Linked DNA regions of Zea mays: all the other regions are linked to region 1. Evidence: chromatin contacts called from public Hi-C data. All regions are on one chromosome and are shown on one strand. Each heading gives the region's core, a stretch centred on a gene start, on an enhancer-like site or on the middle of the called end of the contact. The rest is flanking DNA. Distances are from core to core; before and after follow the strand shown. Region 1 holds the start of LOC100274829. Region 2 holds the start of LOC100193894. Region 3 holds the start of LOC100275925. Region 4 has its middle 18 kb from the start of LOC100283435.

Region 1 (5,154 bases), core at 1,788-4,287:
GTCCTCTGTGTGGACGGGCGTGGGTCTGTGTGCGTAGGCAAGCTCTTGTGCGCGCTGGCAAGGGCTATGGTTGTGGGTGTGATTGCTCGTGCCCCGCGGCGGTGCGGCGGCCTGGTTCTGCCATGGTGGTTGGATTCGGTGCCCCAGGCCAGGGGGCAGCGCCGGGTGGTGGCAGCCATGGTCCTACATAGGCTCCGACGCGCGATAGTGTGACGCACACGACAAGGTGTTACTCGGTTCTGTGTGACGCGCGATAGTGTGACACGCAACATGGGCGAAAGCTCGGTAGACAAGCGACGATGGCGGCCCCGAGGTCACTCCCTTCCTGGAGGACTCGCCGCTGAAGTTCGTCTCAGCCACGACGTTGCCTTCAGTAGTTGCTTTCGCTTCTCGACGCCCGGTATGCGGGTGGAGGTAGGGTCTTGCATCGTGAAGTCGTAGCTGCTATGTTAGAGAATGTGACTCGACAACGATAACATGAGGCGAACCCCCTTTCTTCGTGGACTTGTTTGTTTCGAAGGTTGGGCAAAAGTCGGGGCAAGACGGAGGATCGAGATTGGATGGTGAATGATCGGAGCTGCCTCACATGGGGTATGTCGAGGCTTAGCAGCGATGGCGCTCCATTGTCTTCCTCATTGTGTGCCGGTATTTGAGTGTAGGCATCGTCGAGTTCCTTTGGCCATGTGCAACCGTCCTGGAGAGTTGGAGTTGCTCGTCCCCTGTGTTGAGATAAACAACGATGACTCTAGATGGACTTTGTGTATAGCGTTGTTGTTGTCTGGGTCATTTGTAGGGTCTTCCTTTGGTTTTCTCTGCTGTTCACCTTGTGTACTTTTTTGGTCCAATTTTCTTTAAAATTAGGTCAATTAGATTCTTCTTATTAATTAAAATACAGAGCTCCTGATATTACGTTAGGGCTGGGAAAAAAGCTCAAGCTCGACGAGCTGGCTCGGGCTCGCAGCAGCTCGGCTCGGACCGGCTCGACGCTCAGAATGAGCCCGAGCCGAGCCTATTTTTGTGGCTCGTGAAATGAGCGAGCCGAGCGTTTGTTACATAAAATCTTAATTAGCATATAATATTAGTATCGAGTAGACAATAATTTATGTTATTTGAGATTACTATAAAAATAATCTATTTTCTATATTATATTTGTGATATATCATTTTACTAATTTAAAATATGTTATTAAAAATATTTCTAAGATTTTATATTATTATTTAGAGAGAAGATTTACGTTTTATGGCTAAGCTCATTGGCTCGCGAGCCGAGCCGCTTTCCGAGCTCGCCAGATGGACGAGCCGAGCCGAGCGGCTCGTTTCCACCCCTATATTTAGGGGTGGGCGTTCGGGTTACCCAAAAATTTTGGGTCGGGTAATTCGGGTCTTTAAAATTTCGGGTTTTGAGAATCGATACCCGAAATTACAACGGGTTTTGCAATACCTGAAAATTCGGGTACCCAGAATTTCGGGTTCGGGTTCGGGTATTCCCAAACTACCCGAACTATTGTGTCGGCTTCATAAAAACACATACATCCTATTAAATTAGTATAAAAATATAGTTTGAATAATGATATACATGGACACATAAAACACAAGCAATCTACAATCACAAGTTATACACACTTACACATAATTATAGATTTACAAATTAATAATTAAGCATGACATGAGTACATGACACATGAAAGTTCGGGTAATTCGGGTACCCGATTGTGATACCCGAATTACCCAAAATAAATTCGGGTTTTGCAAGTTGCTACCCGAAATTTTCGAACAAAATTCGGGTTTCGGGTATTTCGGGTTCGGGTTTCGAGTTACGGGTTTTTTGCCCAGCCCTACCTATATTACGTTAAAAAATTGGTTAGGGCATGTACGATGGATGTCTTAAGTTGTGTCTTAGAGTGTGTTTAGGGGGGTGAATGTAAAAACTCAAGACATGTATCTTGACGAAGACACATTGTCTTAGCTCTATGTTCGAGACAGGAGACTAGCTGATTGGTCACTTTAATTTATTGAATGCTTTGATTGGTACAATGAATATCATTAGACACATGTTTTAGACATGACCAGTGTATTATTAGTATTTTAGTTGTGTCTTATACTTGGAGTACCGTGCAGCAGTGTTTAGGTTGTACATGCCTTTAGATTGTAGCCTTTATGTTTTAGTCTAGGAAAACTAAACAGGCCCAAAGACGGAGAGAATTTTTAATCCCTTCGGATCCCAGCTGCATATGTCCGGTGTCCCGATCCTATTGCCTTTCTCAACGCCTTCTCTTGGTTCCTGCCCGTTACCGTTAGGCCAGATTCGACGAGGTTTTATAAAGTTTACCGTTAGGCCAGTGGCGACGAGGTTTTATACAGTTGACGCTAATAATGGTACTATATTAATATAAATTTTATAGAACTAGATTATAGTTTTATGAAGATAAAAATCTTCTATACCGTTAGGCACTTAGGCCAGTGGCGACGAGGTTTTAAAATACAGATGTGCTGAGGCTGGACTTCCTACTCGTAAAGCGTGAATAAACAATTCAAACCGACCTGTCGTCCGGCTGTGGCGCGTGGGCGTGGCCAAAGGAAACCCAGCCAGCCACCCCGGTAATCTAGCCACGAAAGACGCCGACCACCCCGATTCCCCGCGTCCGTTCCGCATCCGACGGCAAAGGTGGCACCACCTGCACGCGGAAACTAGTCGTTACTCGTTAGTCAGGCACTGGCACCGTCCTCCAGCGGTCCCCCACCCCACGTCACCACCCGCGACGCGGTGCCGCTGCTGCAAGCGTCAAACCGGACGGCGCCGCTCAACGACTCGTTCGCCGCCTTCGCTGGATGTCAGCCCGGTCCAACGTTACGTGACCCCACGCGTCAGGGAGCCTCCAACGTCACAGCTGTTCGTGAACCGACCTGAGAGAGAGCCGGGGCGGAAGGGTCGCCGAGAGGTCATGGCCCGCGGAAGGGTCGCCGAGAGGCCATGGCCCATGGGCCATGACCCCGTTGCCCGCTATAAATACCCCGCCCCGCCCATCGGTTCCAACTCACAACTCGCAGATCGAGTCCAAGCATTCACCGGAGAATCCCAAATCACACTCTCCAGTAACCGCCCGCTTCTCCAGCCGCATCTCTAGCCGAGTCTATCTCCTCCTCCTCCTCCGCCGCCGCAACTATCCTAATGGCTCGCTTCGCCGTGGTCGCCGCCATCGTCGCCCTCCTCGCCGTCGTCGCGGCGGCGCAGGCCCCGGCCGCCACCCCGACCACAGCTCCCAAGGCCGCGCCCAGGATGGCCCCGCTGCCGCCACCCCCTGTGCGGTCCCCGGCCACCGCCCCGGCGCCGGCCGCCAAGCCGCCGACCGCCGCGGCGCCGTCCCCGCTGGCCTCTCCTCCGGCCCCGCCCACCGAGGGCCCCGCCGCCTCTGCGCCGTCCGCGAAGGCCCCGACCTCGTCCGTCTCCACCACCCCGGCCGGCGCCCCCACCGTCGCGCCTTCCGGCAGCGGCGCCGCCTCGCGCGCCTCCGCCCTCGGCTTCGTCGCCGTCGCCGGCGCGGTCGCAGCCGCCGTCATGTTCTAGACGCCTCCCCGCGGCGTCGGGCGGTGCTGTTTATACTATCGTGTTTTACTTTTGTGCGTGTGTGTGTGGGTGGGTCGTGGGTGATTCTTTCTTAGATACTGAGAGAGCAGAGGTTATGTGAGAGATTCTAGTGGGGGTAGCGATGGGCTGTTACATATGAATATCATGATTCATGATCCAGAGGATTATTAATGGAATTCTTTCATTTGTTTCTAGTACGTCACGTTGTCCCTTGTCATATTACTAGTATACTACACACGATTGCACGAAGCAGATGTGTTCGCTTTGGACTACTACATTCATTCTTCTCCGTAGTATCTTCAGTGTGCGCTGTACTGTATGCTCTTGCTCTCTGCAACCAGGAGCTGAGACCGCGACATCTTCCATTTTTTTCACTGACGCTGCGGCTTGTTCTTGGGAAATCTACATCATCTATAAAACAGCATCTGAAATCTGGAATTGTTCCGGCAGCTGATGTGATTGTTGGACAGCTGTGTTCATGCTGGAGAGCATCTTGAGTCATGTGGCCACCACTGGCCTTCCCCTTCTCGACAGCGCAGAAAGTTCACATGCTTGCACAAGATGCTGCTGGGGGTGTCTTTGGCATCTTGTGTTCTGTAGATACAGTAATCGATTTTTTTTCTTTTGCTTTTATCGTTGCTCTCCGGGATCCGGCTGGCACCTGGCAGCCGCCATGTGAGTACGTGACGCGTTTACTTTAGCATGTAGTATGCTGTTGCTATGTAAAAAATAGCTGCAGCTGTAGGCTGTAGCTGTCTTGAGCGGTGCTTCCAGTTTTTCCCTTCTTGAGCAGTACTTCCTGCATCTGAAAAATAACACAATCCGATTTAAATCATTTTGATGTAATCGAGTTTACAAAATAATCAGCATTTATGATTAACAAATATGGGCCATTAGATTCGTTAAAAATATCAATGTTTTTTTTATATAAACTTCATCAAACTTCAAAAATCTGATTACAAAAAAAAAAGGTTTCAAGTGCGGCCCCGGGACATGCCTCCTGCTGAATGTTTTCATGCTGTCTTCATGCTGAATGTTTTAGCTTTCAGCTTTTTCTCTAGAGCCTTCATTTCTTTTCCGTCTTTGCTTTGTTTTGGAAAGCCGAGCTCAACGGATCTCAAGACTCAAAGAGAACAAAGTGGCGCACATATGGGCCGAATAAAGTTCAGTAGTGGTTCATTAGGCCCAACAGTTTGAAGAGTGAAAGGCCTTAAACAGAAGCCGTACGGTGGTGTCACGATTTGACTGGGCTTCGTTTTCGCTGCAGAGGCCCATAAGCATTCAGAATTGCGTCCCTTTCGCCTCTCCTCCCCCACTACCACGTCACAAAGTACAAAAAGGAATATTCCAAAGGTCGAAACAGTAAAACCATAGTGGACGTCTTCACCCGATGACGACATGAACCAGAGTGCGAGCTTTGGAAAGTTTCCATGGAGACTATCGTACATATTTTTACTAACTTCGTTCTTGAATATTTATCTTTCTTTAATTTATTTTTGAACTAAAACGTGACGAATAAAAAAGTATGAAGGGAGTATCATTTTGCTCTGAAGTGATGGTAACCTGCTC
Region 2 (5,154 bases), core at 666-3,165, 230 kb before region 1:
CGCTTAAATTTAGGCAACGCTCCCCTTTGTATGGTCCACAAGGTAAAATGGCGTTCTCTGTGGTGCATTTTATGAACGTTAAGTATCAATCTTTGCGACATGGAGTTCTCAATATCCATAGATTCACTCATGCAATATTACAGTTTGTTGTGACACTACTGACTGCTGTATAAGATAATAATAGATAGATATCTCTTATCCCCAAATAAATCTAATTGATTAAATAGATAGATACCTCTTGTCCCTAATAAAAAAGTATTCTATCCGTTCTCGAATATTTATCGTGCACTAGTTTGTTTTTAAACTAAAACGCGATAAATAAAAAACAGAGAGAGTATTTCTTTTAAATTTAACTATATATATAACAATATTTATGGTGTCAAATAAGTGACATTAAATCTTTAAAATATACATATACGGTGTTATAATTGTCGTCATTTTTATTAAATTATGTCAAACTGTGGAGTGTATGCCTAAATGCAGAGTTAGAGATTTAGGTGAGGGTTTTATTACCCACCTCCTAAACTTTATTTTAATTTCTAAAACACGAAACGGAGTGATTAAAATAAGTCTTGCAAATAGGATTTCTAGGGACTAAAGTTTAGTTCCTAAAGTTTAAGAAGATGACTAAAAGAACAAAACACCATTAGAGCCTTAGAGCATCTCCACGGGACTCTCTATTTTTTACTCTCTATTTATCTCTCCATAAAGATTAAAGTCTATATATAGCATATCAATCCAACACTCTTCGATATGCAAGTTAGTTTGGTTAGCCCGTGTGATTAGCCATGTTTGGCTAAGATCGTCTCCAACAGTTCACCCATATGATCACACAAAACACTATTTTAGATTGTTTTTGTGTTGTAGACTGCATTGTTCAAATAATGGATTTTGAATATAGAGATGAGAATGGGTAAGCTCAGGGCCGGCTCATGGTTTTGAAAGGCCCTAGGCCAATCTTCGTATCACTAAAAATATACTTGAATAAAAAAAATATAAGAGCTAGTTTGACAATCTCATTTTTTCAAAAGATTTCTATTTTTTCATGGAAAATTAATTTATTTTTCCTCGGAAAAATAGGAATTAGAGTTGCTAAACTAGCCCTAAAAGTAATAAATATAATAATATAATCATTGTGAATACCTCAAACCGGTAAAAAATACACCTCATTTAATACTACATAATGTCTCTAAAACAACTAATTGAGGCTATATGGTCAATAAAATCTGATATGCAATACAAACATTTAGGTAATAATATGCAATTACAATGAACCGAAGAATCTCCTATGCTGACGTCAATTCATTTGATGAAGTTACTTGCAATTTCTCTTGTAATATCAATGGTATGAGAAAAGCTTTCATCTCTATATATTAATATATATTATATATAAATTTTTTAGGCCTCTTGATTTGAGAGGCCCTATGTGGTCGCCCCTCTCCCGTATCGCTAGAGTAGCCTAAAAATGATTAATTTGGAGAGTCAGATAGCTTGACTAGTTAGATGACTAATCTGTTAAAAATTATTTTATGATTAAATAACTAAAATTTAGCTTAACAAGTTATTTAGCTAGTCTCTTCTGTGCTCTTAGAGTTGTACGATTTTTTAAGTCCATTGTACTTTGCAATAACAGAGATAGGCAAGGACGGGCTATAAATAAAATTCTAGAAGGAGCTGCAGGGGAGTCAACGACGGCAAGCTGAAAGCATCTTCCCTTCAAGGACGCCTAATCGCGGAGCGGCGGATCAACCCAAATGGCTCCTCCTACGGAAAACACCGCTGTCAAGGAAGAAGAAAAAGATGAAAGAAAGGGAACGGGAGACGAGACTTGTAACTGTAGAGGACGAAGCCCTTAGCTCTGGGCATTATATATACATATCCACTCCTGCTCTGGTCTCTCGCAACCACCGTGCGCGCATCAACTCGGCACAACCGGTGAGTCTTCTGCATCTTCGATGGAGAACCAGGGACCCAAACCCATCCGATGCAAAGGTGCGCAGCTGGATCAGCTATGGAGCTCTGCTCTGCCGCACCAGTTTCGATTTCGCTGCCTCGTCTTTCTCCCATCGTTAGGACACTATAAATTTAATAATCGAATCGGATTAGAATCAAGCTTCATTTTCTATTCAATTTTAAAGTAAAATCAATTAAAGGCTCTAATTTGCTGTATCCCTACCCGTCTCGTCGGACTTAGTCCCAGCTAATCGGCTTCCCTTTCCGGCGACGCGCAGCGGCCGTGTGCAGGGCCGCCGGCGAGCCGCTGGCCATCGAGGAGGTCGTCGTTGACACGCCCAAGGCGCACGAGGTCAGGATACGGATCATCTGCACGTCGCTCTGCCACAGCGACGTCACGTTCTGGCGCATGAAGGTTTGGCTTCTTCTTCTTTGTCGTCCGTTCCTGCAATTGCCGGCCTTCCACCTTCTGGCCCTCGTCGCCGGAGCGTACACCGCCTCGCAAGCGTGCTATACTTCCTTTGTTTGTGTGGTTTTGCAGGATCTCCCTGACAATATCCCCAGAATATTTGGCCACGAAGCCTTCGGGTGAGTGCTCGCTAGTCGCTACACAGTTCCTTCAGCACATTTTGTTCTATTGTTCACTCAATTTTAATAGCATTCGTCGAAAAGAGATTGCATATATATAATAAAAAATCTCAGAAAAATATAGATAGAAAAATATAGATGTACTTTCTTATGTACTCTATTAATATATTAATGTTACGATCCGCGGAATAGTTTGGATGATCCACGATCAAATTAGCTTGGACGAGAGTATTTATCACGTGCAGGTAATACTAACCTATCTGCAGGAATCTATTAGATCTCGTCTAAAAACAGGTTCAGACCTCCCCTATAAATATAAACTGGTACGTCCGATTGAGAGCACTGAACACAATCTAATTAAACAAATTCATTTACCTTATTTATCATTCATGTCTTATGAGTAGGTGTAGTGTAACTTTAGTTGTACTTTCCACGTATCAATCTTCACCTCGATTCGACTCTATGTCGTCTAGAGACATCTTGGATGACCTGTTGACCCCAAGATTCACTAGGATCTTTCCCTGACGATGCTCCTCTCGAGGCGAGATCCAGGTTCTGTAGGAGGCTCTCTTCGTCATCATGGACGGTTCGTTGCCTACTCGTGAAAGGCCCGGTGACCTACCGCAAACCGTCCAGCACCTCGCAGAGCCGAACCCACGGTCATGCACATCACGTGAAGGTTAGTGTTCGTTGCTATTGGTCCTAAGAAGGTGCCAACATAAAGGTGGAGTCCAAAACTGCATTGCAGGTAGTGTTATTTGTCTTGTGACCAACCATGGACTGTATGGTGATCTATCATGGATGGTTTGTTGCCTCGCAGAGAGGACCCCAAGGTCTTGTTCCCCGTGAGTGGGATCTATGGATCATTAGTGCTTGGTTCAAAAAGGTGGCAACACACTTTTTGTGTGGCTCCACTAGCGACGAAAAGATCAAATCTATCATATCAGATATATTAGATTAGATCTATTAGGTTAGATCTATTAGATCGACCATGGTGATCGATCCCAAAGATCGCAACGACGTTTCTATAGACAGCGACACAAGCTGACTACTTTGTCAACCGCTGAGCGGATGGAATTTGAAGACTACATGAAGAAGTGGGACAAGGAGTTCAAGCAACAACAAGCTAAGGAGCGCGAGAAGATGGAGAGTTGGTACCTCTCGCACTTTAGGATAGATCACCACCAGAAGGTCCAAGAGAGGGAAGTTAAGCTCGCTTCCCTGATGGCCCTGCTGCAGCCTGCAGCAGCCCTCAACCGTAAGTAACACTGTCTCATCCCACGATATTCAATCTATAAGGGATACTTTAGATGATCGGATTGAACTTATGGTGGAGTCTCTGGATAAGATAGAGCATGCAATAGAAAAAAATCATATACCTAATTTTTCGTCGCATAATTGGGCACTAAAACGTCCATGTCAAACACATTGGCAACAAATGGTTTTCTCAGTCCAAACCATATTATGGTATGTCGATAAAGTGATAAACTCATACCTGGAGCAACCGTTGTCACTGCTTGTGTTGTATAATAGGTCAACATTGAGTATGGCCGGACAGTCCGCATACTATCACGGACCGTCCGACCATCGTGTGGACCGTCTCGCTCCATATGTCGGAATGTATGTTGCAAAGCTGAGCCCGCCATGTGGCACACAGGCGGTGCCAAATATTGTCGGGCAGTCTGGATATAACTTTGGACTGTCTGGTTTTATAGCAGACCATCTGGCACCTTACGCTGGACAATTCGGAGCTGCACAGAGCCCACCACATGGCTCACAGGAGAAGCCTAGCACAACTGGACAGTCCAGTTATAGTACCGAACCGTTCGGTATCGGTCCTTCGTGGACCGTCTGGTCCCTTCGTGGACCGTTCGGTTACCCAGACGTGATCGTCCGGGTACGTTAACAATGAACAGTGTGCTACGCAAAATACACAACCCACCTCACCAGCACTACTATCTCTCACCTACGGGTCATCAAAGTCGTAGTATAGTACCACCACCATCGGTGTGCCATGCGCAGCTGATTCTGGGTATGGCCGGACAATCCGAGCACGACCTCAAACCGTATAGGCACCTCGTGGACCATCCAACACCTTTCGTCGGATTGTCCGGAGGTACACCGAGCCTAACACACGGCACCTACATAGAACACCACACGGTCAGATAGTCCAGATCTAACCCCGGACAACTCAGGCAAGTAGCGGATCGTCTGGCACCCTATGTCGGACCATCCGTAGTCCCGCAGTGCCGTCCGACCACTCCCGCCAGACCGTACGACTATGCATACACGTCCAGACAGTCCATATACCGCATAGGACTGTCCGGTCAAGTCACGGACCATCCGACACCTCATGCCGGACCGTCCAAATATCCATACGTAGAACATAGTGTTGTGTGTCAAGCACAACTTTCCTACTCCACTCCATCTGTAGGACACCTTAGTCATAGCATGCCATCACCCATACATGAGACCGAATATTTTTCGGCACCTAGGGAGCTAGAAAGGTTCACCTCATACCACACGACAATGCGGTGTGGAACTTGTATGCCTCGGAGGCCTATACCGGATGTCACCTATAGTCTTCCTAGTGCAGAAGGTCGGCATGAGGAT
Region 3 (5,154 bases), core at 680-3,179, 160 kb before region 1:
AATTATCCCGTTCCATGTATAGGCTCTCCTCTCAAAGTACACCACCCCACGTACAACGATGCATTCCACACGAAACAATGCTCTCGATCCTATATTCCTGTAGAACAACCTAGGAAACCCCGATTCCTCAGCGGCAACAGCAGATGAAGCTGCTTTTTTTTTGTTGTTGTTGAGCTACCGTGCCCAACCAAGCACGATGGGGGAAGGTAGATGGAGTCCGGCTAAGAGCAAACAAATCCGGATCAGGACAAGCCACCTTCGCATCAAAATGATGTAACACCAGCAAAGGAGCTCAAAAAAAGCAAAAGAGACGCGCAGATGATTCAGCACGCAAGAAGCAGCCAAACAACAAATGAAGAAATGAAATAAGAGACCCCTTTTTTGAATATTTTGAAGAAGAAGAAAAAAGAAACTAGTACTGCAATACAAACAAAACACGTGTAGCTATGACAAGACCAATTGATGGTAAGTGCTAGCGATTAGTAAGTAGAAAAGGAATTGGCTCTGGTATGAGTCCATGACCAAGACCAACTGATGGTTGGTAAAAGCATGCCCGGACCATTTGCTTCATCGATTTTGCCTACTTCACGGATGATGTCCATATACGTGTACGCCTGTATCTTATTACATATCGCCGGTCAATTACAGTAGACAATTCAAATAGATGAAAATGATTTTATACGTAGAGTAAACATAGGTTATTAGATAACCTCATACTAACTCACTGTTTCAGCAGAAGAAAACCGGTTGGATTCGTCGCCAATCCAAAGAAATTATCATGGCACACAAGCCATATATACAAACTAAACACTGTTGGATACTGGAAATAGAACTGGCAGCCACACAATATACACTTCGTAGCTGTTTTCTTTTTTTTATTCTTCTAATTTTACAAAATAAGCATACAATATTTCTCAAATAACCTTATAATGATCCATAGTTTTGGCTTGTCTCGTGTACACAGTCGGAAAGAGAAACCATGCTAACTAACTGCAGCGGATTGAAGCACAGGAGTACTTGAAGTGGGGGGAAAAAACTCCATACCGACCGATCGAGGAAACCGGCCCTCAAGCGCGCGTGTGTGTGCAGCATGGTGCTGGCATCTGATCTGACGAGGGGATTCAGAAGAACACCCATTTGGACGCCGTCTTCTCCTTCATGGTTCTGGAGTGGAAGAGCTCGGCGCCGTCGCCGTCGCCGCCGCCGTCGCCGGTGTGCCGCCGCCTCTCCGCGCCAACGAGCCTGGACAGGAACCTCCCGATCTTCTTCTTCTTGCCGCTCTTCCTCCTCTTCGCCTCGCCCTTCCCCCTGGCCGGCTCGTCCTGGCTCGCGGGCGGCGGCTTCTTGTTGGCGGAGGTCGGCATGAGCGGCTGGGAGAAGGCGGCGACGTCGGCGAAGGAGGACCCGGCAACGACGACGTGGACGGAGCTGACGTCCGCGGAGAGCGCGGCGCGGTACTGGGGCGGCGGGGACGAGCCGCCGGAGGAGCACGGGGACGTGGGCGCCGAGGACGAGGACGCGCGCGTGGTGGTGGTCGCCGAGGAGGACGCGGAGAGGTGCGCGAGGCGGTCGCGGAGGCAGTAGGGGCACACGCCCTTGGACGTCCGGTGCTCCGGGTGCCGCTTGCACCGGTCCTCCCACTCTGACCGCCGCATAGCCGAGGCGCCGGCCGCCGGCTCTGTGCCTCGGCGGCCTACTGCGCGTGCTGGCCGGGTGCTTGGGGCTTTCGACGGGCGTGGCGTGGCGTGGCTGCGCGGTGTTGGCGCACGCACGGGCACGGGGAGGCCGCGCGCGCGGGGGAGAGAAGGAGTGAAATCGCGGGCGGGGTCCGTTGAGGAAATGGGGGATGGGAAGGTAAGGGAAGGGTCGTTGAGATAAAAAAGGGGGCGGGGCCGCGTTACGCGAGCCAATATATCGGAGCATCATTTTGCTTCCGTTTTTGAATTATTAAAAATAAATAGAAGCCACGAAATGGACTCACACTCAGCGGTTACCAAACCAAAGAGCGGAGCATGGTGCTGTTAAACGAGGGCGCAGTTGTAGCGCAGCGCAGTGAGATAGATACCTGCACTGCACGGCTAATAATTCCACATGTTCCCATTTGTCGCCGATAAAAAGGAGCATTAGTTTGTCCTTTTCTGCCAAGTTACCACCAGCTTAGGTGAATTCCTGATTGACCCTTGAGGAAACCAATCTATGATTCCACTAATCAGCAGGCATGATTTTTACAGGTGGGAAGAAAAGGTGGGCGACGACTAGCATGCTTTATTTTATTTTATTTTATTTTTGTGGCGAAGTTTCCAGCGTATGTTTGCAGTCTCCGGCCACTCCCGTCCCTTGTTTCGCCACACACGTCCCGCTCAAAGGAAACGCAGACAGCTCTTTTTTTTCCACGCACGCACGCACGCCCGCCCGGCGGACGGTCAAAGCAAGCTGGTCTCCTAGCGTACTCTTCCTTCCGTTGCACGTCTCCCGTCCCGCAGTGGGATTTGGTATTCGCGACCTCCTCCAACTTTTTTTTCTCCTTTTTCTTCTGTGCTCGAAAGATATGGCCACCGAGGGCTGGTGCTGCCTGCGAGACAGTCAGCGGCCATGGCCCGCGAGCGCAACCGCCGACCGCGTGCCGTCGGCGTCGCGTCACTCGCACGGTGGACTTGACCGCGGGCAGGCAGGCAGCCACGCACGGCACGCAGCTCTCCGATGCGCGCGTGTGCCTCGCGCACGGCCGGTGCGCGTGCGCCCTACGGGTCGGGCTGGCGGGGCAAGAAATTGGTCGCCGGTGCCGCGTGCTCGGCGTGGGTTCAGACATCCGGGACCGGGGCCACCGATCACTAGTAGTACGGGGGGCAGCAAAGCACCGCGTCTGGTGGCGCTCGCGTCGGCTGGACCGCTGGATATTTGGTAGGCCGCCGGCCGGGAACGAGACAAGGACGCGTGCGGTCGGTCGGGGCGGGGCATGCAGATGCGGTAGCACGTGTGCAAGGGCGAAGCCGCCGCTTTCGTGCTCTCTCGCTCGCTTGTCGCCGTGCTAGCGGTACCTGGGCTGCTTTCGCCCTGCCGTCCCGCACAGTTGGCCTTTTGGTCGGTGAGCTACCAGTTGCCTGCCTCCCAACTCCTCCCCAGTGACGTGCATTCATGTTCGTTTCAAGAAAAACAACGTGATCAGTGTCCTGGGATTTTGATTGGAGATTGATCGGATAGAATGTGTGTGCCCTCGGCGCTAAGTCGTGCCTGGTCACTCCAGCGACGGAGAACATAGAAAGATTTAGGTCGTATAATATTTATCACACAACCAATTAAATCGTAGAATAGAAACACACGACAAATACACAGGATTAGAACCATGTCTAAAACGAGAATAAATGGCTAAATATTGTGACCGTCATCACCTTTTCTCCATTAGAGCCGGCTTGGGCGAGGATTGAGGCTTTGATGCTCGGCTTCAGTATCACCCTTACTTAATTTCCCTATGTATCTGCAAATTGAAACATTGGAAACATTCAACTTGTATAGTGTTATGACTGAGCTATCATCTCGACCCGTAGTTCTGATACAGGTACGATACGCTTATATTTTTTATTTTAAAATTAATATTTACATTATTAAATATAAGAATTCACATATAACACAATAAAATTGCAGCCACATTGGCTAGGTAGGTGTGTTTAATTCTTTTTTTATACACTTGGGTGCGTGCTCTAGCCCATAGCTACATATTTTATTGCTAAATTATACAATATACTTAGATGAGCTAACGTGCTACCGGGCCGGCACGGCGAGCAAGGCAACGGGCCATGCCTGGGCTGCTACCGCGGCACTTGGGCCCATCCAGCATGGCACGGTTCGCTAGCCAGGCCTGGTGGACCATGCCTAAAACGGACTGGGCTGGCCCGAGTCAGGCCCGTTTAGCCATCTATAGTCCCTATGTCTCTTTAATCTGATATTATCGTTCTCTGTCTCTTTAATCTGATATTACCGTTATGTCTCCTACATATGTATTGCACCGTGTTCTAACACCTAGGAGTAAATACCTAAGGCCATCTCTATCAGATTTTCTATCTCATTTCTTAGCTCATCACCTAATTTAAGCCTCACTCTTCGAACGGTATCATCTACCGAAGAATCTTGAGAAATTATAAGTTCTACAAAGTTGATAATATTTTATAAATGAATTTAATAATTTTTTAACTTAGCAAGTAGCACGCAATAGCTTTCAGTTAATTATTGTTCTATTTTAATTTCATCGTGCAATCATGTTCTGTAGAAGATATCCATATAGATGTAAGAAAAAAAAAGAAAAAACAAGCTGATAAGGTTATAACATCATCCAGAGGAGTTATGTAAGGCACCGTTATGTAATGAGACGTTAGAAGCAAAATTTTAGTACATTTTTAAAATCAATTTTATGTACATTAAATATTTATTGGTAATAGATATTATTATTATTATTATTATTATTAGTAGTAGTAGTATTTCATCAGTACATTTTTCATTTGTCATCTGTGATGCACTTCTACCCTGTCAATACATAGATCGTAAAATCTCCTGCCGTTCTTTTCAGGAAAAAAAGAAGAAAAATAAATAAATATATGCTGTATTTCTCGGCTTCTCGCCAGTCGCCACGAACAGTTTTGGTGCGTCTTTCCTTGCGTGTATAGCACTAACTGTACATTTGTATGTAGGGCTCTAGACGGACCGATATAAAGCTAGTACATAGATCACACAACCCAAAAGGCCCAAAATAGAAGATAAGTGGGTTTCCGTCCAAAAGCATTGTGCAAAGTACGATCTTCGGGCTAGAATATGGTCCATGGATCCAGTTAGTGACAAACTAAATCCTCAAGCCCATGTTTACGTGACTCCACTACTCCACCACATTCTGGGCCAGGTGCCAATGAAACAGTATCAAATGGGCTTTTTCTCTTGGGCTAACACAAGAAAAGGTCTACAGTAGATCACCGTTCAGGCCGTTAGGTTATTATCAGTTGCGATATTTAGGGATGGAAATTGATACCCGAAACCCGATATTCGATGAGTAAAAACTCTATCAGGGCACGTACATGGTAAATTTTGAGATCCATGAGTATTTTATTGGGTCATATGTGTATACCCATTGGGCATGGTGCATGTGGGTATGTTCTCTCTTACCCCTTA
Region 4 (5,154 bases), core at 1,089-3,588, 130 kb before region 1:
TATTGGTGGCTAGGACAACGGATACTAAATAAATATTAGAGTTGGAAACCTATCTGTGCAGTAGTCCCGCGACGTGGTGTATGTAAGATGCATGTGCATGACATCTAAAACACAATCTCTATTCTCTATGCATGCTCCTACCCCCGTAAATTAAATAGAATACTCCTCCAGGTGCAGCTGTACTGTACTGTGCCGCGAATAATGGTGCTGGTGCATATGTCCATGTTCTGCAGGAACTGATGAAGGAGCTACCGCTACCGCTACCGGGGGCAGAGCCACGTTCTTTGGTTCGGCTGGGGGTGCTGGCTGGAGCTCATCATCAGATTCAGACACAGCACAGGATCGAAGAGACGGTACGGTAAGCCGCCGTATGCCGAAGCTGAGCAGAGCTCTTGTGTTGTGTGGTGGCGAAACGTGGCAGGCACTGTGCCGGCGGAGACGGCACCACCGAGCCGGCAGCCCAGCTCAGAGCAGCGCTTTAGGAACCGTCCCGGGACCCACGGACAGATTAAAGTAAAGGAGGACCGCGAGCGCGAGGTCCTAAAGTGCGGCGGCTCAACCTATACACCTAGCGATTGATGCTGCTGCAGTTGGAGCTAGCAGCCTAAAAGGCTACGGCTCGAAACCCTAGGGCCTAGGCAGACGCCAGGCACGGCGCTCCTCAGCTCCTCCTGCTGCTGCACTCTCGATCGACGTTCTTCTAGATGCGATGCTCTCTCGTGTTCATCTTTTCCCACGGCACGGCACGCAGCAAGGCAGGCTAGCTAGCTAGCGTAGGCGTAGCGATGTTGAAAGTTGAATGCTTCGGTACGGCGGCCTCGGCCAAGATTTTCTCCTCGTGTCGTGCTCGTGCATCTGCATGGCCATGCATGCATGCACGCGAGACGGCGAGAGGGCGGCTTTTATTAAATTTCGGGGTGACCGTGGATGATCCAAAGGCTACCTTATCCGGCCCGGCCGCTTTGTCAACACCGTGATCTACCCGGCTCGGCTGGTTTCATCAACATCAGGGTGAGGGTGACGCACAGGCACAGCACAACAACGGAACTCTTCGCAGGGGTGCACGAAGACGATGATGGTTTCTGCATGCTTCTCGACATGGGGTACGGTGTGGGTGCCGTGCTGGCGGTTCGATCGAGATCGGGGGCCCTGCCAAACCATCGGTCTCCTCATAAAAGGAACAGGCCACCGACGCAAAAAGATAGTGAGGTGAAGACTGTCCCGCTGGCTGCTGCGTTTTATTCGAGCACAACCTGAACAGATGAGCATTGCCCAACATCCGAACGACGTGTTCCGGAAGCCCGAACATTTCAATGTATGGACGCTGTTATCCGAGTTCCTATCTCTTGTACGAAACGCCAGCCACTGCGTCCGATTTCCCGCGCCCTCAGAACGGGGTAGCCGGGGAATCTATTCCTAGACCTCTGAAAAAAGCAGGGCGCGGAGGGAGGGAGGGAGAAGCAACCTCTTTTGGGCCCACCCCACGCAGAAAAAAAAGTCGTGGGCACTGCCGACCGACTGACTGACTGACACCGATTGATTGATGGATGGATGGATGGCTAAAGTGCCAACACACACTCCCACTCCCTAGTGCCAGGACCTGAGACGGGCAGCGACGTGTGGGTGTGGGTGTGTGTGTCGTCTTCTTCCCACGTCCCTCGGCTCGGACCCGACGACGATTCTCCATTGGCCGGGCCGGCGCCGCCGCCGGGGACGGAGCTCTGTTCCGGTTCGCGTTCGGTTCGGCCGTGCTGCGATGCCATCCACCAGTTCTGCGCATGCCCAGGCCCAGCCCTGCCCAGCAGACCGCCCGTGCCCGGAGTAGAAAACTTTGGAAAACGAAACGAGGTGTGCGTGCATCGGTCATCAGTGCATGGCATGGGCAGGAGTGTGAGTGATCCTGTCAGGACAGTGGAAAAGCTGCTGCTGCTTCTGCTGCTGAGACGACGGGTGCGATCGAAAGAAAGCGGCGCGCTGCGCCTGTCTGCCACTGCAGCCGGCCTTCACGGAATCACGGACACGGGGGGAAACGACGGCCTCGCCACCCCGAAGAAGAGAACAGCATCAGGTTGGGAGGGTTCACGGACGGGGAGGGAGGACCAACGGCAGCGCGGAGAACCACCGCCACCGGCAGTCACCAACTAGAAAAAGGAGAGGACAGTCGACGCCGCATACATAGCCCATGGCGTCTATCGGTTCGGAGGTGTGGATACCAATCCTGTATACACACCGGTTGGCGATGCCCCACGTTCGGTGACCCGAGACCATAGCTGGGTGGGGCAGGCTTCCGGTCAGAGCACGCACACAGTACCGTTTGCAACGTCCAGTAGTACCGCTACTACAAACTGTAGGGCGTCGTCAAATCTGGTCCCGCCCCGGGCCCGACGCCAGCCTTATCAGGCTACAGGAACGGACATGCCACGTGGTAATAAAGGCAAAGGAGCGGCTGTTGTGTTGACTCGACCTGTGCTGCTCTGGAAGTCTGGATCCATGCACGACGCGACGGCGTGGCTGGCATGCCATGCAGGACGGCAGCTTTCGATCGCTACCGGACATTTGGTGTTCGCTAGTGCTCTGCCACTGCCCCGCTAGTCTCGCTCACCACCAGTCTTCTGGCCGGTTCTGGCCACGCGCACTAAAAAAAAAAACTCTCCTGCTGCATCGGCGCGGCGGGCTTTACACTGGTCCACCGCCAGCCACGCGCAGCCTCCCTCCCCTTCGCCGCTGCTGAGCCCACAGTTTTAGAAGTGACACGGCGTGCCGCTGCCGGGTCCTTGCTACTGACCACCGGCCCCGTGGTGCGTCGGTCTCGGACCGTGACAGCCGCGACGCCGTGGCCGCGACGCCGGGTGGGGTGGTGGACGAGCGCCGGAGCCCGCGCGCCCGGGAACACGTCGGCAGTTGCGCACAGGCGGACGGGTAGAGGTGAGGCACAGCGCGCGGGGGCGATACTAGGGAGTAGGGAAGAAGGGCGCGCGCCTAGGTGTCACCGGCCGGTTCAGATGCCTGAGCAGACGCGCCGAATGGAAACAGGCAGAGGCATCAGCCGCGGAGTAGACGAATCGGACTCGGTTTTGGCGTCGTCCGGGGAAACAGGCAGAGGCTGTGAGAGCCTAGAGGACGGGACGACACACGCGATTCTCACCCGCTTCCTTGCCTCGTCGTGCGTGCCTTGCTTTGTCGATCTCCGGCCGCAGGCGGCGTACTACGGGTACGGCCACGGCGTGCCGTGCCGAGCCAGCCGAGCTGTTCGTGTCGGCGGCCCACCCAACCCATGCGGTCACACTCACACATACGACGGATGCGCCGTGCGCGCAACAGTCCGTGTGTAAATAACGCACAGTGAAGCCTTTGGACGTATTTTTCACATGCGTGGAAAAGTCAGACATGGCACCATTCTCTGGAGCCGCGCGCCATTCATCTCACTGATCTGGAGTGATCTCAGACGCCGACGAGGCGACGACAAAGGCCAGATTAGCGAAAACGACCATCGCAGTGTGCAGCTTTCGAGTCTTATCCTCCTCCTCGCCGGCCACTGGCCACGCGTGGTTGCTTTCCTGACCTTTGCTGCGCTCCGCGCTTCAGAAACGTGCGTGTCATTGAGTGCATGGTTGGATTTTTGCGCTAGGCGCTGGAGACCGTGCAAAACTCGCCACGTGCCCACGTCCTGTAGCCGTTACTGATAAAAGTGGTACCGGCAACTGTCCGAGCTTTTTGAGCACGAAGGAGATGCCGTGACCCTACTGTGCTCTGTAGGCTTGCTTTTCCGTGCGAGCTAGTTCTACTGCTGTGCCTGCGTGCTCCTACGTTTCCACTGTCGTTTTTCATAGTGTGTGAGTGAGGGCCCGCCGACGTACCAGCAAAATGGATTTGATCGACACAGCTAGTTTAATAATATAATCTTTAGTGAACTTTATAATATTATCATGTCTTATATATACCCAAATAGAAGCCTATACATATAATAACTTTATAATAATACAAGCTACATATTTAATACCTAGTCCACCTCTTCCTCTCACATGGAGTCTTAGAATCTGTGTGCAATCCATTGTCATCAGCATGGACGGAGCCACGTTGGCCGTATTGCTGTCCAAGAACAGCAATGGTTTTAACAAAACTCATGATATTTGTTGGCACCTACTGTAGATGACAACAGTTCATGATGTAGCTGGACCTCAGTCCTCTCGCATCAATTTGCCTTCTTCCTATGGATCAATTTGCCTTCTGCATGCTGGTTACCGCACGACTGTTCTGAATACGGATGGTAGTACTTAATGCATGTTCAAAATGTTATGAACATGGCTGACAATGCATGCGTGGTCTCAGTGATTTTTGACATGGACACATGGTGAGGCAGATATAAATTCTTCTAAATGAACTAAACAACACACGTTGCAAACATTAACCAGTTTGGCCTCTGCTGGTTGAGTTCATCATGGCAGATGCAAATATTTCAGTATCTGAGTATTTAATTCTTTTTCGTGCCCTAGTGGCTTATTTTGTACATGTGTAGACAATTAATAATTTAACTTGACAAATTTTATATGAAGTATGACTATGAATGACTGCATCATATGTTTTGTTGAGCCCGCTATAGTAGTATAATTCCCGATGATGTTATAATTGATAACCTTCAAAAGATGAAGAATCACACTGCATAATGCTTCTGGGGGTAAATATTTGACTTTATTTAAATAATGATATTTTAATTTAATGTTGTATTATATGGGGTTACACATTGACATGAAATTAGAATCTTTTTATTATATTATTTATAGTGTGACATCGTTAGTAAAAAAATTCTAGATCCATCCCTGGTCATCAGGCTACCAGTGAACAACTAACTTTTTCTCTCTTTATTTTTCTTTCTTCCACATCACCACAAATTTGATGTGACTTTCCTAGTTTCCTTACATCCCGACTACACCATCTTATTATACAAGCTCTAAAAGGGAAAGGAAAGGCCGCACCACATAAGATGGTACGGCTCACTAAAACCGAGCAGACAAACACACGAGTACTACTTCCTCCTGGATCTCCGCACAGGCTATCTCCAGCGATCCTAGGCAGTGTTTGGTTTTCCACATATTTTGAGCAGTTGGATACTGCACAAATTCGGATACAAATTCTATTATAAATTTATATTGAGAT

The links. Hi-C and Micro-C count contacts between places; a contact is called where the count stands out from the background.
Region 2: a contact with region 1 is called in a Hi-C map of bundle sheath, with 1.8 times the contacts expected there. The contact joins the promoter of LOC100193894 here to the promoter of LOC100274829 in region 1. A contact is called at or near these places in 2 of 25 Hi-C or Micro-C datasets (bundle sheath and leaf).
Region 3: a contact with region 1 is called in a Hi-C map of ear, with 3 times the contacts expected there. The contact joins the promoter of LOC100275925 here to the promoter of LOC100274829 in region 1. A contact is called at or near these places in 6 of 25 Hi-C or Micro-C datasets (bundle sheath, ear, endosperm and 3 more).
Region 4: a Hi-C map of ear shows a contact between it and region 1, with 2.4 times the contacts expected there. The contact joins the enhancer-like site here to the promoter of LOC100274829 in region 1. A contact is called at or near these places in 2 of 25 Hi-C or Micro-C datasets (ear and endosperm) and 1 of 3 datasets of contacts at active chromatin or transcription factors (seedling).

The regions. Positions count from the first base shown.
Region 1 is chr1:19,312,243-19,317,396 of Zm-B73-REFERENCE-NAM-5.0, reverse strand. LOC100274829 reads left to right here and starts at 3,037. Exons shown (of 1, transcript NM_001149097.1): 1 at 3,037-3,780. The coding sequence starts at 3,169. The coding sequence ends at 3,564.
Region 2 is chr1:19,538,577-19,543,730 of Zm-B73-REFERENCE-NAM-5.0, reverse strand. It overlaps LOC100193894, which reads left to right and starts at 1,915. Exons shown (of 10, transcript NM_001138969.1): 1 at 1,915-1,992; 2 at 2,232-2,368; 3 at 2,495-2,541. The coding sequence starts at 1,956.
Region 3 is chr1:19,467,818-19,472,971 of Zm-B73-REFERENCE-NAM-5.0, reverse strand. It overlaps LOC100275925, which reads right to left and starts at 1,929. Exons shown (of 1, transcript NM_001165450.2): 1 at 851-1,929. The coding sequence starts at 1,655. The coding sequence ends at 1,122.
Region 4 is chr1:19,440,750-19,445,903 of Zm-B73-REFERENCE-NAM-5.0, reverse strand. No RefSeq gene overlaps it. Among protein-coding and RNA genes, the nearest start is that of LOC100283435, 18 kb to the left of the region's middle. Within about 2 kb of position 2,338, at least 20 of the 20 cell types and tissues checked have an H3K27ac peak or open chromatin away from gene starts, as enhancers often do. A contact at or near this core is called in ear, endosperm and seedling, where this site is marked.